Linked DNA regions of Sus scrofa: region 2 is linked to region 1. A link is a contact called in public HiChIP or PLAC-seq data. All regions are on one chromosome and are shown on one strand. The core of a region is the stretch at or near the end of the contact, and the rest is flanking DNA. Distances in the headings are between cores, read along the strand shown. Region 1 overlaps ARAP1 (arf-GAP with Rho-GAP domain, ANK repeat and PH domain-containing protein 1). Region 2 overlaps ATG16L2 (autophagy-related protein 16-2).

Region 1 (6,798 bases), core at 4,110-6,609:
TCCTGGAGTATCCCGCTTCCTTTCGGGTGTGGAGGTGGGGTAAGGCCCACCCACAGACGGGGCCTGCAGGGGGACCGGTGTCCCTTGATCCCACCTGCACTGGACAGCTGCTTGGCCTCACCCTCCGCTGGTAGCAGGCACCGCAGTAGGACCTGGGACCTGGCCTGGGGCTCCCAGAGGGCTGGAGAGGCTGGTGTACAGACACGGCCGTGGCCGGAGCTGTGGATGGGGGTTAGGGTGGTCTTGGAGGGCTTGCTAGAGGAGCTAGGTGCTAGGAGCCCACAGGGGTGGGGTGGCAGTGGGAGGAGCCTGAGGGCTGAGACCTGGCAGTACCTGGCAGCTGGGGCTCAGGGGGTGGGGGAAGCCGAAACTCAGAGCTTACCCATGGCCCGGGAGAGCCCCGGAGCCTTGTGGATTGGGGACCTCTACCTGGTCAACCAGACCTCTGACCTGTGTCCATCTGTCTACTCCAGGTCTGGGTGGAGCCCTGCTGGCCGGTCTCTGCTGGCAGGAGCCATGGCAGAGGCCGGGGACGCGGCCCTGTCGGTGGCCGAGTGGCTGCGGGCCCTGCACCTGGAGCAGTACGCCAGGCTCTTCGAGCAGCACGGACTGGTGTGGGCCACGGAGTGCCAAGGCCTCAGCGATGCCCGCCTGGTGGACATGGGCGTGCTGCTCCCTGGCCACCGCCGCCGCATCCTGGCCGGCCTGCTCCGCGCCCACACGCCCCCGGCCCCTGCACCCCGCCCCGCCCCTCGGCCTGTGCCCATGAAACGTCACGTCTTCCGCTCGCCGCCTGTGCCCGCCGCTCCCCCGGAGCCCCTGCCCACGGCTGGAGAGGATGAGGGGCTGCCCACCGCGCCTCCCATCCCACCCCGGAGGAGCTGCATCCCGCCCGCCTGCTTCTCCACCCCGTCTGCAGCTGCTCCAGACCCCGTGCTGCCCCCGTTGCCCGCCAAGCGGCATTTGCCAGAGCAGTGTGTGCCCCCTGTGCCCCCCCGCACCGGGCCCCCCCGCCCGCTGGTGAGGTGAGTGGATGTCGTGCAGGGCAGGAGGCACGTGGGCAGAGGATCTCGAGGGCCAGAGGGAGTTTGTGGCCTTGGGCGCTGGGTAAGGAAGGCTCCTTGGCAGAGGGAACAGCATGTGCAAAGCTCAGAGGTGAAAAGCACCGACCTCCGGTGCCCTGAGCAGACAGTGTGGCTGAACTGATGGGTGAGCGAGGGTGAGGCTTGTGGCTGGTGCTCCCGGGACCTGCGGTGAAGGCCAGGGAGGTTTTCAGGAGAGCGAGCAGGTGCAGGCCGAGCACTGGCTGCTGGCGAGATGGATGGGTGAGGAGGCTGGGAGAGCAGAGAGGGCACAGGGCCACGTGGGAGGGCCACCTAGGCTGTGCAGGTGAGACGGCAAAGAAGTGGGCGGATGGAATGAGAGGCTGGCCCTAGAAGGGCAGGACCTGGGACAGCCTGGGCATGAGCAGAGAGGGCACTGGGAGGCCTGTGACATCCAGGTTCCCGCCTCGTGTGGACAGTGGGGGCGTCCCTGATCTGGGACCCAGGACAGAGGGCGTTTGGGAGGACGTCTGCAGTTCAGTTTGGGGCCTGGCGAGTGTGAGATTCTGGGAGTACGTTCTGGAGTTGGGAGGTAGCACGTGGCGGAAATGGAGCGTCTAGAATGAAGAGCTCACCTGGGGGGACACAGCAACTGCCCCGCGCCTGGCACCTGTGCTCGTGCGTTCCTTTCACGCGGCTCCCGCCAGAGGGTACCTGACCCTAGAGACGTTTCTCAGGCCACATCCTGCTCGCCTTCCCTCGTCCCCAGAACTGCTGTCTCCCGAGCCTGCTCCTGGCACCCCTCGTTTTCTGGAGTTTCCTACTTCTGAGCATGATGCATGTGAACCCCCCACTTGTGCCCTCCCTTTCTGGCATTTGATGGGGTGCCCAGCTCGGGGACACCTCTCCATTTGTGGCCGGGTGTGTATTGAGAAGCGTAATGGAGCTTTATTGCAGCTCTTAGGCCATGTCAGCCTAATCTGGGAAGACTGCCTGGAGGAAGAAGGGGTGTGTGCAGAGGGCTCCCGGTCCTTGTTTTTGTTGGGCTCCGTGAGGGGTGCTTTCCTTACATGATCTTGTTCTATCCCTGCTCAAGTCTTCGGGGGCATTTATGTCCCGTTTTCAAGCAGAGAAACTAGGACTCGGAGAAGGGAGGTGAACACTGGCTTGATCCAAGCCAAGCGCATGCTCGGGGAGCCCCCGTGCAGAGGGTCTGGGAGGTTTCTCCACCAGAGAGGGGCATTAAGGGTCCTTCAAGGCCAAGCCAGGACTGTGGTGTTTCGAGGTTTGATTGACAGAAGCTTGAAGAGGGTTTGTTGTGCCTTTCATGGGTTCACACCGGTAGAAGCTGTGCTGGGGTCCCCTGGGAGCCTGGTTTGTAGCCCAGATTGGAGTTTCCTGGTGCCATTGCACCCTCTAGTGGCCACGCTTCTGCATGCAGGAGTAATTTCTTTTTCCTTTAACTCTGTCGTTAGGATGGAGCGTGTGTGTGTGTGGGGGCGGGGGGGTCTGTCTGTCTGTCCGCCTGCCTGTCTCTTGGGTTGGGCGTGGGTGAACAAGGGCAGGAGGCAGGGCTCTATCCATAGGAAGCTCCTGAAGGCCCAGGAGGCAAGACCCCCGGCTGAGGAGTGGAGGCCTGGGTTTCTGCTTAGGAGGCAGGGTACCCGGGCAGGCCCAGCTAGCTGTGCGCCTGTGATTAGGGCTGCCCCTCTGGGCCTGTTTCCCCATCAGGTGTCCTCCTTGTAGTAATAACTGAGTTTAGGAGACCTCCGGGCAGAGCAAGTGTCCTGTCTACACCGCAGGGTGCCCGGCCCCACTCTCAGATCCTCAGTCTGAACTTAGCCAGCATCTGGGGGGCCAGGCTCCCAGGGTCAGGAGTCTGGCCCCTCGTAGCTAGAGGACCCAGAATTACTTCCATGCTGAGAGAACTGCAGGCGGTTATTCCACACAAGTTGGGGCCATTCCGAGGGCGCGTGGGAGGTGAGCTGCCACGTGTGGCCTCCTGTGTCTCCTGGGGTCTCTGGCCTTCGGGATTGCTCTGCAGGCCCAGCATCCCAGCTCCCAGGGTGTGCCAAGCCTTTAAAGCTCAGAGTAGACAAATGAAGGGCAGAGAGAGCCTCACGTATCTAATCGGGAGAGCTGGGTGGGTGGGGGCCAGGGTGGAGCCTGGCTGGCTGCCCGGTCCCCTCGCGCCCCTTCTGTGACCCCAGTCCCTGTGGTCAGAGTGGAAGATGCTCAGCCTGGCCCGCTTCCGCCCCCCTTTGCGGGGTCCCCTGACGTGCCCTTCCTGTCCTCGCCCACACCCTCTAGTGACGGGGTCTTTCTCTCAATCTTAGGGCCTCTTGAACCAGATCGTGTAGTGACTGGGGGAGCGTTTCTGCTTGGCTCTGGCCCATCAATGGGCTGCCGGCAGAATTTGGGATTATCTACTGTGTGTGCACCTGGTACTTGCGAGGTAGAGACTCCACGTGACTGGCTAGCTTGTGTGTATGCACCTGCAGGTGTGCACCCGTCAGGTAGTAGCGTGTATTTCCGCCTCTGCACATGGTTTAAGGCAGGCTGTGTACACTCCTGATACGTGATGTGGGGAGGGATCTCTGTGATTTCAGTGGGTGACTTGCTGGAGTGTATGTGAACTTTTTGGGGCCTGTGTGCACACATACGCCCATATGTACTGATGCTGTGGGGATGGCAACAACGTGCATATTCATGAGCGTGTGCATGCATGTATATGTGTGGGTGCGTGTGGGTGCACATGTGTGCATGCATGTATGTGTGTGCACACGCACACATGTGCTTGCACATGCACGTGTGTGCACGAGTGTGTACACGTGTATATGTGTGAGTGCATGTGTATACATGTATATGTGTGCATGCGTGTGCATATGAGCATTGCATGAGTGCGTGAATGTATGAGCGTGCGTGTGCATGAGTTGTATATGTGTGATTGTGTATGTGTGTGCATGTATATACACACATGTGAGTGTGTGCACTAGTGTGAACGTGTGAGAATACACGTACACATGGGTGTGAGTGCATGTGAGTTCTATGCATATGAGTGTATACATGTGTGTGTGTGTGAGCGCGTGCATGCATTTTTGTGTGTGTGCACGTCAGTATGTATACATGTATGTGTGTGCGTGTGTGTGCATGCATGTGTGTGAGTGTGTGTGCATGAATTGGCCTGTGTGTCATTTGGGTACGGAGGACGCGCTGGTGTGTGAGTGTGCTGTGTGCGTGTGCTGCCCGGAGGCTGAGCGCTCTGGAAGGTCAGCTCCCTTGGGGCCCAGATCCTTGTCAGTCTGGTTTACTGCTGAATCCCTGCATCTGAGGCGGTGCCCGCTGTAAAACCGGCACTCAGAATGTGACTAAGTCAATGAGGCCTGTGTGGGCTTCTGTCCTGCCAGGAACTGAGCGCCAGCGCTGTCCGTGCAGCCTTAGCACCTGGAGAGTGCCCTCGGCACATGCTGCCCCCTGGGCAGTAGGGCACAGGACACCCCAGACCCCTCCTCACCTCCCAGCCTTTGTCGCTCTAGACATCTCAGGAAGGGAGAGACCTTCAAGGGAGGCAGGCAGAAAATGACAGGGATCGGGTCCCCTCCCGCTGCCTTGGCTGGGCCAGGCTCTCAGAACCCGGCTCATTATTCTGCCTGGCCTGGGAGGACCCCACTTCACCCCCAAAGAGTCTGCACCCCCACCGTCATTTAATAGGGGACGAGCTGCCAAGTCCAGAGATGCTGAGAAACTTGATCGGAGTCACACAGTCCTGCACGGGGGATGCCCACGTTCAGACTCTGCCCCTTGGCTGGGGGCCGTCTACTCCGGCATAGCTGGCAACCCTCTCAGCCTGCCTCCCTGAGAGTGACAGAGGGTCACGTCCAACCCCGGTTCCGGGTCACTCTGCAGAGTCCCTGTGAGGCTGCTCTGGGCCCCCCACTGTTTCCTCCTCTGATACCTGCGTGCCTGGAGATACCTCAGGAAGAGGGAGCGTGTGCCCGGGGCGGGGGGTACTGCCAGCCGGAGTCACACTGCAGGGCCTCCCACCTGTGCGTTCGGCTGCCCTGCAGCCCAGCCCGTCCCTGGTCCTCCTAAAGCCGCTCACTTGTGGCCGAGGCAGAGCTGCTCCCTGCAGAGAGGCTCCCTCCTCCCCGCGCCTCCTTGTTGGTGGCGGGAGGCAGTGTGGGGGGGTGTCCACCCCATAAGGCCCTGCTGGATGCCCTAGGGTGGCTCGTCGCCCGCTGTAGCCTGCAGCGGGGCGGGGGCTGGGGGCGGAGAGGAAGCGTTGCCCCGGGGGATTCTGGGTGGCTTGTCTCCGTCTCGCCCAGTTTTCAGGAAGTGTGTGTGTGTGTGTGTGTGTGTGTGTGTGTGTTGGTGTTGGCCGGGCCGCAGGGGCGGGGGAGGCGGGGAGCAGGAAGCCGGACGAGAGCCGAGCTGGACGCAGACACAGGCGCACACGTACACACGCTCCCCACCCCCCGACGGGCCGCAGTGACACACACAAACTCACACTCCGACAAGTGACCTCAGACCCTGACCCAAGGCGCGGGCGCACCGAGCCGTGCCGGACGCAGACGCCGCAGGGCACGGGCCCGGGGGCTGCGGGCCCGGCGCAGGTCGGACGCAGGCTGGCACACGGCACTCCGGGGCGCCCGCTGGGCCCGCTGGCCGGAGCCTCCGGGGCCCTCGGGCCCAGGACCCAGCAGGCGTCTGAAGGTGAGCGAGGGGCTGCCCTGGGCTGGGCTGCCGGCCTGGGGCCGGGGGAGGCTCCTCTTGCAGGCCTGGGAGGGCAGGAATCCATCCGTCCCTGTCCTGTCCTGTCCTCCCCTCCCCTCCCCTCCCCTCCCCTCCCCGCAGGCTGACCCCGGGCTTCTGTGGTGGCCCTGCCCCTCCCGTTTCACACTCAGAGTTTTCTCTCTTCCTTCACTCTCTGTTTTCTGGTTTTCCTCCTGCCCTTTCCTTTCCTCCCCTCCCTCTGCCCTCCGTCTGCCCTGGCTCTCCGGGTCTCCCTCCGTCCCCCTACAAGCCCCCCTCCTGGTCCGGGGGGAGCCCCGGGGCCTGTTTCCTGGGCTGCTCTGGCTGCTCCTCTGCAGAGTCTCTGCCCTCCGGGAAGCGGTGCTGATCTTGGGTCTGGCTCGCCGCACCCACGGAGGGGTCCTCCATGGCCTCCCCCAGGGCCAGGGTCAAGGGTGCCGTGACTCTGGGCAGCTCCAGTCTGAGCCCCTTTGCCCTCGCCCCATCCAGGTGGCAGGGAGACCTGCCGTGGGTTGACACTTAGTGGGCATCTTTCTGCCCCTCCTGCCAGCTCTGGTCATGTGGGGGCGGTGCCTGTGTCACTGGGGGGCTGAGCTGGCCTCCCCTCCCCCCGGTTGCTCTCATCCCTGCTGAACTCAGTAACCCTGTGCTTGGGCCACTGGGGACAGAGATTTCTCTAACCAGGTCCCATTTGTGTCCTGGCCCTGCCCTCTGCCCTCCGCTCATCTTTTCATAGGGCCCAGTGGGCACCCACTTCTCCTGCTGCCAGACCAGCCATGGCTTGGGGGAGAGGGGCCTTACCGTCGTGCGCTCCCTGAGGGGTGAGCACAGGCCCGGGAAGCATGAAGAGCTACCATGGGAGCCCTGGCCCTCAGCCCTCTCCTGCCCACCACAGCAGGGCGCCCAGCTCTGTGGGTTTAGAGGAGGGAGCAGCTGAGAGGACTTCCTGGAAGAGGAGGCGTGTCCTGAGCACAGGGGAGTTGATGCTCCAGTAGCTCTGTTG
Region 2 (6,594 bases), core at 1,675-4,174, 81 kb before region 1:
AAGACGCAAGGCCCCAGGCCCGCACCCACCACGGAGCACGCCGAGGGTGAGGCTGGACAGAAGGCACGGGGCTGGCCTGCGCGCAGGGACCCACCTCCCACGACATTCCAGAGGAGGATGAGGCGGTCTGCCCCTCCGGTGGCCAGGACGCTGCTGTTGGGGCCAAAATGAACAGCATTGACCTCAGAGAGGTGGGCTTCCTGTGGGGAAAAGGGAGGTGGGTGGCCCTGCTCCCGCCACACACGCCCCCTCGCGCGTGCTTGCAGCTCTCGTGCACGCATCCGGGCACAGGGTCTGTCCAAAGGCTGACTTTCCAACTTGGCCCTGCCAGGGCTGTCACCGCTGAGGGGACCCCTGCAGGAGGCTCCCCCCGGCTCCCCATCCCCCGACCTGGCCTGCTGCCTCTCCCTCCATGAAATGCCAAGGGGCTCCTGGCACCGGCTGTGGGGAGACGCCTGCTCCTGCCCAGCCACCCGGCCTGCTGCCCTGGCCCCCCTGGGCCACTCCTGGGACCTGCGCCCCCACCCTCGGCCCGCTGTCCTCACCAGCACGTCCTGAGCTCTGGTGGGCAGTCGGGCGGCCAGGCACACGGGGATGCTCTGGTATCGCTGCTCGGGGGCGCCCCCGATCGAGTGGCCCCTCCTCTTCTTGAAACTGGGGAGGGGTCAGAAGGGCTTTCAGCGAGGCCTCCTGACTCGGGCGCCCCAAGCTCTGCCGGCAGCAACAGCAGGAAGCAGACGCAGCGACGCAGCATGTGGCCTGGAGGTGCAGCGAGCCCGGTCCCACCAGCCTCCGACCCCAGGGGTCAGTGTGGAGACGGGCGCAGAGGGAGGGCAGGGTGGTGGGTACACAGAGGCCTTGGAGCTGGGGCTCAGTCCCGGCTTGGCCACTGCGCAGCACTGTGACCTCAAATGAATTCCTGCCATTTCTGAGCCTCAGTTGCCCAAAGGAGTGGCAGTTCCTGGGCGGCTTCAGGCTGGAGATCTTGGTCCCCTGTGAGGACCTTGGGTGAGGGGCAGAGCTTGGAGCACAGCCAGGCAGGGACTGGGAATGAGGCCATGGACGCAGCCCCTGCTTCTGGGGCTCAGAAGAGACTCATACCCAGAGTGCAGGGCAACGCACGGGAGACAGACTGGGCACGTACACAGAGCAAGCCCAGGCTTCAGGAGCCTGACACACACATCCAGGGGCCCGACACCTTCACACACGTGCACACACACTTACTCCAGGAGCCCCTTCACCACATCCACACAGCGGAACACCGTCAGGGAGGTGGCGGAGGCAGACCTGGGCGGAACCAAGAGAGAGGTGCTAAGGGGCAGGTGCGCAGACAGCAGTCGCTCGTCCCGATACACTCTTGAGCCGGGACGAGAACGTGGCCCCTCCAAGGCCAGGAGAGCAGGATGAGCCAGAGCCCCAGGATGGTGCAGGCAGGGGGGGATTTGGAAGGCAGTGTCCCAAAGTTTCCACCATGGTGGTTAAGAACTGCCTCACCACCCAAGGGCCCCTCGACAAAAGTTCAGGGGAGGTGTCCCGGGATGAGATAGCACAAGCCTGGGGACGGAGGGTGGGGAAACCCACACCCGCTGAGTGACCTCAAAAATGCCCAGGAGAGCATGTGTCCCAGGATGACCTGGCCCACCAGCGTCTCATGGCCTCCTCTGGGTTCCTTCACTACCCTGAGGCCAGGACACCAGCAACCTGCAAAGAAGGGCTGAAGGAGAGCCTTCGGACTGGGGAACAGGGCCGGGGCGGCAGGGGGCAGTCTCCACGCCACAGGGAGGTCGCACGGAGGCGCACCCAAGGACTGAAGCCCCGATCAGGTCCCACCCATGACAGCTTCAGACACATGCAGGTATGCTCGCCTAAGCTTGCACACGTGTACTCTGGAGTCCCACACATGCCTGGGACAGCTGAGCCCTGGGCCTTGCCCACAAGTCCCCTCTTGGTCACACCCTTTCACCAGCCTGCCATCCCACCCCCAGAGCTCTGGTCCTGGGAAGGAGGAAAAGGAGTAGGGATAGGGACTGGGTCCCTGGGGTGGCAATGACCCCAAGTGTCTCCAGGCCCTGGAACTCAGGTCTGTCCTGGGGTGGGGGGTGGTCTCAGCTGCACACCAGTCTCTCCTCAAGCTCCCCCTCAACCCAAGAGCTGGCCCAAGGCCTTCGAGCAAGACTCCGGGAGAGTCCTCACCTGAATGGCCTCCTCCACTTCTCAATAGCCTCACTCTCCAGGGACTTGGGCTCCGCAGCCAGGGCCGGAGGTTCTGCTTCCTCTGTGATCCCATCGTCCAGTGCGTCTGGGCTCCTGGGAGAGAGAATCAAGCTCAGAATAGCCAAGAGACCAAGCCAGCCCCTCAGCGGCCCTGCGCCCTACTGGTGAGGATGTGCAGACACAGTGATGGGTGCGCGTGTGCCAGGCGCGCATGCTGGCTCCTACGACCACACGTGTGTGCACGTGTCCTGGCCTAGGTCTACGTGAGGGCCTCGGCCCCGCGGCCGTGCACACGTGCGGTGAGATGCACCGGCGGCCACGTGCAGGTGGGAGAAGGGTAGGACTGTAGCGGTCCCAGAGCAGAGCGCTCCAGGGCATGCGGGTCCCGGCGCAGCCCCACTCTTACTCGCTGATGCTCACTGTCCGCTTGGCTGCCTTCTTCAGCTCCAGGGACACCCGCGCCTGCTTGGCCCTGGAGTAGAGAAGCCTCCTGAGCGTGGGGCTCGGGGCCCCCAAAGGCGGGGCTGGGCCCCTTCCGCACGAGGCGCGCGACCGCTTAGCTCCCCGAGGGGCGCGCCCAGCGCGCTCACCTCTCGCGACGCTCGTTGCGCAGATTGCGCTCGGCGGCGGCGCGCGCCTTGCGCTGCACCAGCCGCTCGAGCAGGTCGCGCGCCTCCTCCTGGAGCCTGCGCAGCGCCGCCTCCTGGCGCCCGGCGTGCGCGCGCAGCGCCTCGTAGGCCGCCTGCTGCGCCGCGTTGAGCGCGCGCCGCGCGTCCACCTGCCGCGCCTTCTTCGCCCGCGCCTCCTGCAGCTGTGCCACGCGAGCCTCTAGAGCCGCCAGCCTGGGGGACAGAGAGGACCTCCGTCCCTGCCTTAGAAGAACCGGCCTCGGAGCCGGGACAGACTTGCCCCTGGCCACGCGAACAGCCGGGCGCCTAAGCCACGACTCCGGCCCAGCCTTCCGCCCTCGGAGTCCTGCTGTCCCCAGCCTCTGAGATCAACCGCAGGCCCGGGGGAGGTGTGGGGACGTGGGGAAAGCCCTCGGGCCCTCCTAGAGACCCTCCGGGTGACTCCCGTCCCCCCTGCCCCCCGGCAGCGATGGCCCGAGCCTCCCCGAGGGGCGCGAGGTCCCGCCCGCGTCTCACCTGCTCTGCCGCTCCTCCAGCTGCGATTCCAGGGCGCCCAGGGCCGCGCTCTTCACCACCACCTGGTAGGCCATCTGCGGCGGCGGAGGGGCCCGACAGGTGGGCGAGGGCGCCTCTGGGCAGGGCCTCCAGCCCCTCTCCCACATGCCCCCTTCCTCAAGAGAAAGCTGAGGCGGACAGGTGCAGCACCAGGCGCGGGAAGGCGCTGCTGACTCGGGAATCTGAGCAGGGCCTTAGGCTCTGGTGCCTAACCCGAGTTTCAGTCCTGGCAGCACCACTCATTTTCTGCGACCTGGGGTAGTCAGTTAACCTCTCTGAACCTGTTCTGTTTCCTCACGTGTCCAATGGGAATGGTAGTGCTTACTTCATAGGCTAACACATTATTTCTATAAGGAAGAGTTTGGGGTTTTCTTTTTGTTTTTGTTTTGTTTTGTCTTTTTAGGGCCGCACCTGCCACCTATGGAAATTCCCAGGCTAGGGGTCCAATTGGAGCTACAGCTGCCCGCCTAGCCACAGCCACAGCAACACGGGATACAAGCTGTGTCTGCGACCTACAACACAGCTCACTGACAATGCCGGATCCTTGACCCACTGAGTGAGGCCAGGGATCGAACCCGCAACCTCATGGTTCCTAGTCGGATTCGTTTCCACTGGGCCACAACAGGAACTCCAGGAAGGGCATTTTAAATAATGGCAATCCTTGAGTTCCCTTGTGGCACAGTGAGTTAAGGACCCAGTGTTGTCATCTCAGTGACTTGGGTTTCTGCTCTGGCACAGGTTCAATCCCTGGCCTAGGAACTTTCACAGGCAGTGAGCCCGGCCAAAAAAAAGTGAATAATAGCAATGGCGCTGGTTTATAGAGCACGCAGATGTGTCACATTTGGTCCGAGCACTCTACATGTATTCACTCGTTTAAACCAGTAGGGAGTGCCATTCTTCCCTGTTTCACAGCCAAGGACATTGACCCAGAGAGGTTAAATGCCTTGCCTAAAGTGACACAGCTAAAGTGGCAGAACTGATGCCTGAGCCCTGGCCACCCAGCATCGTGCTCCAAGTTAAGGGGCTGGTCTACAGGCGGAGTTCGAGGGATGTGTGCTCGGTTCCCACCCCTCCAAGCCCTGGCCTACCGAAGCATAGATCCCAGAGAGCGGGCAACAAGGAGCCCTGAGCATAGGCACATGGGCTAAGAACAGGAATGGCGTGTTGGCCGCACAGGGCCCAGACTGAATACTGGAGCTGCCCCTAGTCCCGGCCTCACTGAACGGTCCAACAAAGAGCCAAGAGCTGGGAACCACAGAGCTGAGGAGTCACTGGGAGAGAGAGATGCTAAGCAAAGCAGTTCCCACAAGTGTAGCAAGAGGAACAGGAAGTAACCAAGACTGGGGGCTTGGCTGCTGTCCTGTCCCTGTGTTCTTCCTCACGTGGGCCTGGGAGGGTCAGGGGGAGGAGCAAGTGTGGAGTCCACCTGCACCGATGCCACGTGGGTGGGCCTGGGGCGGGAACCTATGCGTTCTGGGCAGCCTCCTTTCCTAGCTGGCCCAGCTCATCACATTCATAATTCCTCCCACCATTAAACACTGAACACCACCTCCACTTCCTCATCTGCCAGAGACTTTCACTGATGTTTTGGTATTTAATTTTTGCGATGCTTTTTAAAATTCAAATAATAGGAGTTCCCATAGTGGCACAGTGGAAACGAATCCAACTAGGAACCATGAGGTTGTGGGTTCGATCCCTGGCCTCGCTCAGTGGGTTAAGAATCTGGCGTTGCCATGAGCTGTGGTGTAGGTTGCAGACGTGGCTTGGATCCCGCGTGGTGTAGGCTGGCGGCTGCAGCTCCGATTGGACCCCTAGCCTGGGAACCTCCATATGCCACAGGAGCAGCCCTAGAAAAGGCAAAAAGACAAAAAAAAAAAAAAAAAAAAACAGAGTTAAGGAGTTCCCTTGTGGCACAGCAGGCTAAGGATCCAGCATTGTCACTGCAGCAGCTTGGGTTGCTGCTGTGGCTTGGGTTGGATCTCTGGCCCAGGAACTTCCACATGCCTCAGGCACATCCCCCCCCAAAAAAAGTTAAAACAGTAATAAAACATGCTTGTTGTGATATATGAAATAGTACTAAGAGTCAAAGAGAAAGCCCTCCCATGCCTTGGCATAGCCAGAAGGAAGTGACAGGTGTGTGTCTGCAGAAGTCATGAGGGGGGAGGGAGTGCTGGGGGTGAGGGGTTCGGGAAGTACCCAGGGGTGTGCAGGAGTGTCACAGACCCGGGGAACCAGGAGCTCAGGGACAAGAGAGTGGCAGGACATGCAAAAGAGGCTAGAGGACTCCCCTGGAGTCAGGCTGAGACGCTCTGGACAATATGGACCAGGCTGATAATGGAGCGGGTGGTGACAGGGGCTTTTACTTTTTCGTTCTATGGGCTTCTGTTCTCCTGGAATGTTCACAACAAGCATATATGTGTGTGGTGCTTGTCTTTCTAAATGAAGATCATTTTTATTACTAAAATCTATCACTCCGGGTGCTGAATGGAGAATGGATGGGGTGCCAGATGGGGAATCACGCAGGGACGGATGAGCGTAACCTGGACCAGGCCAGACAGGGCACGAGAAGCAAAAGTGGATGGGTTCGGAGACAGGATCCATGAGCTGGTGCCTAGCTCGGGATGGAGGGCTGGGAGGAGTCAAAGGGCCTATGAGTTTCCAGCCGGGTGATTCCCAAGGCCGGGAGGAACAATCCACCTTATTTATCAGCTAGTCTACAAAGTCAGTAGGCTGAGCTGTGGGGACGGGCCCCAGGGACACAGTGGAGGTGAGCCAGAGGCACCCCCGGCCTGGGGCGCTCACAGCCCAGAGCGGGGCTCAGATGCTTGAGAACCACCTCACATGTCAAGCTGCAACCACAACAGGGGCTGTGGAAGAGGAGCTCACCGGCTTCACAGCCCCATCCCCGCACTGGGTGAGCAGGTGACCTGGCGTGTGTAGCAACCAGGCAGGTGTCTGCTGGCCCACTGGCCTCCAGGGACCCGAAGCTCATGGGGCCGGGGTTTCTCTACAGCTGTAATGCCTGTGCCTTGACCGTAGCGACTGACTGCCAGTAAATATTTGTTGAAAGAATGGAGATCATGGAAGGTGGATTCATGCAGGAGGGAGTTCAAATCCGGCCTCCACCTCTCTGAGCCTCAGTTTCTTCCGGAACCTAAAGTTATGGAAGTACTACTCAGCCCAGTGTCCTCAGGGC

Evidence for each region. HiChIP or PLAC-seq counts read pairs in DNA pulled down with a chosen protein or histone mark.
Region 2: an H3K27ac HiChIP or PLAC-seq map of skeletal muscle shows a contact between it and region 1. The contact joins two enhancer-like sites. A contact is called at or near these places in 1 of 5 promoter capture datasets (liver), 15 of 47 Hi-C or Micro-C datasets (alveolar macrophages, blood, embryonic fibroblasts and 10 more) and 2 of 2 datasets of contacts at active chromatin or transcription factors (alveolar macrophages and skeletal muscle).

The regions. Positions count from the first base shown.
Region 1 is chr9:7,271,967-7,278,764 of Sscrofa11.1, reverse strand. It overlaps ARAP1 (arf-GAP with Rho-GAP domain, ANK repeat and PH domain-containing protein 1), which reads left to right. Exons shown (of 36, transcript XM_021102283.1): 3 at 474-1,025. The coding sequence starts at 517. Among named protein-coding and RNA genes, the nearest start is that of ARAP1, 26 kb to the left of the region's middle. Within about 2 kb of position 5,359, at least 53 of the 83 cell types and tissues checked have an H3K27ac peak or open chromatin away from gene starts, as enhancers often do. A contact at or near this core is called in alveolar macrophages, fetal liver, omental adipose tissue and 2 more, where this site is marked.
Region 2 is chr9:7,350,266-7,356,859 of Sscrofa11.1, reverse strand. It overlaps ATG16L2 (autophagy-related protein 16-2), which reads right to left. Exons shown (of 17, transcript XM_013977351.2): 4 at 3,360-3,433; 5 at 2,805-3,056; 6 at 2,621-2,686; 7 at 2,194-2,307; 8 at 546-654; 9 at 95-200. Among named protein-coding and RNA genes, the nearest start is that of ATG16L2, 6.6 kb to the right of the region's middle. Within about 2 kb of position 2,924, at least 27 of the 83 cell types and tissues checked have an H3K27ac peak or open chromatin away from gene starts, as enhancers often do. A contact at or near this core is called in alveolar macrophages, fetal liver, omental adipose tissue and 2 more, where this site is marked.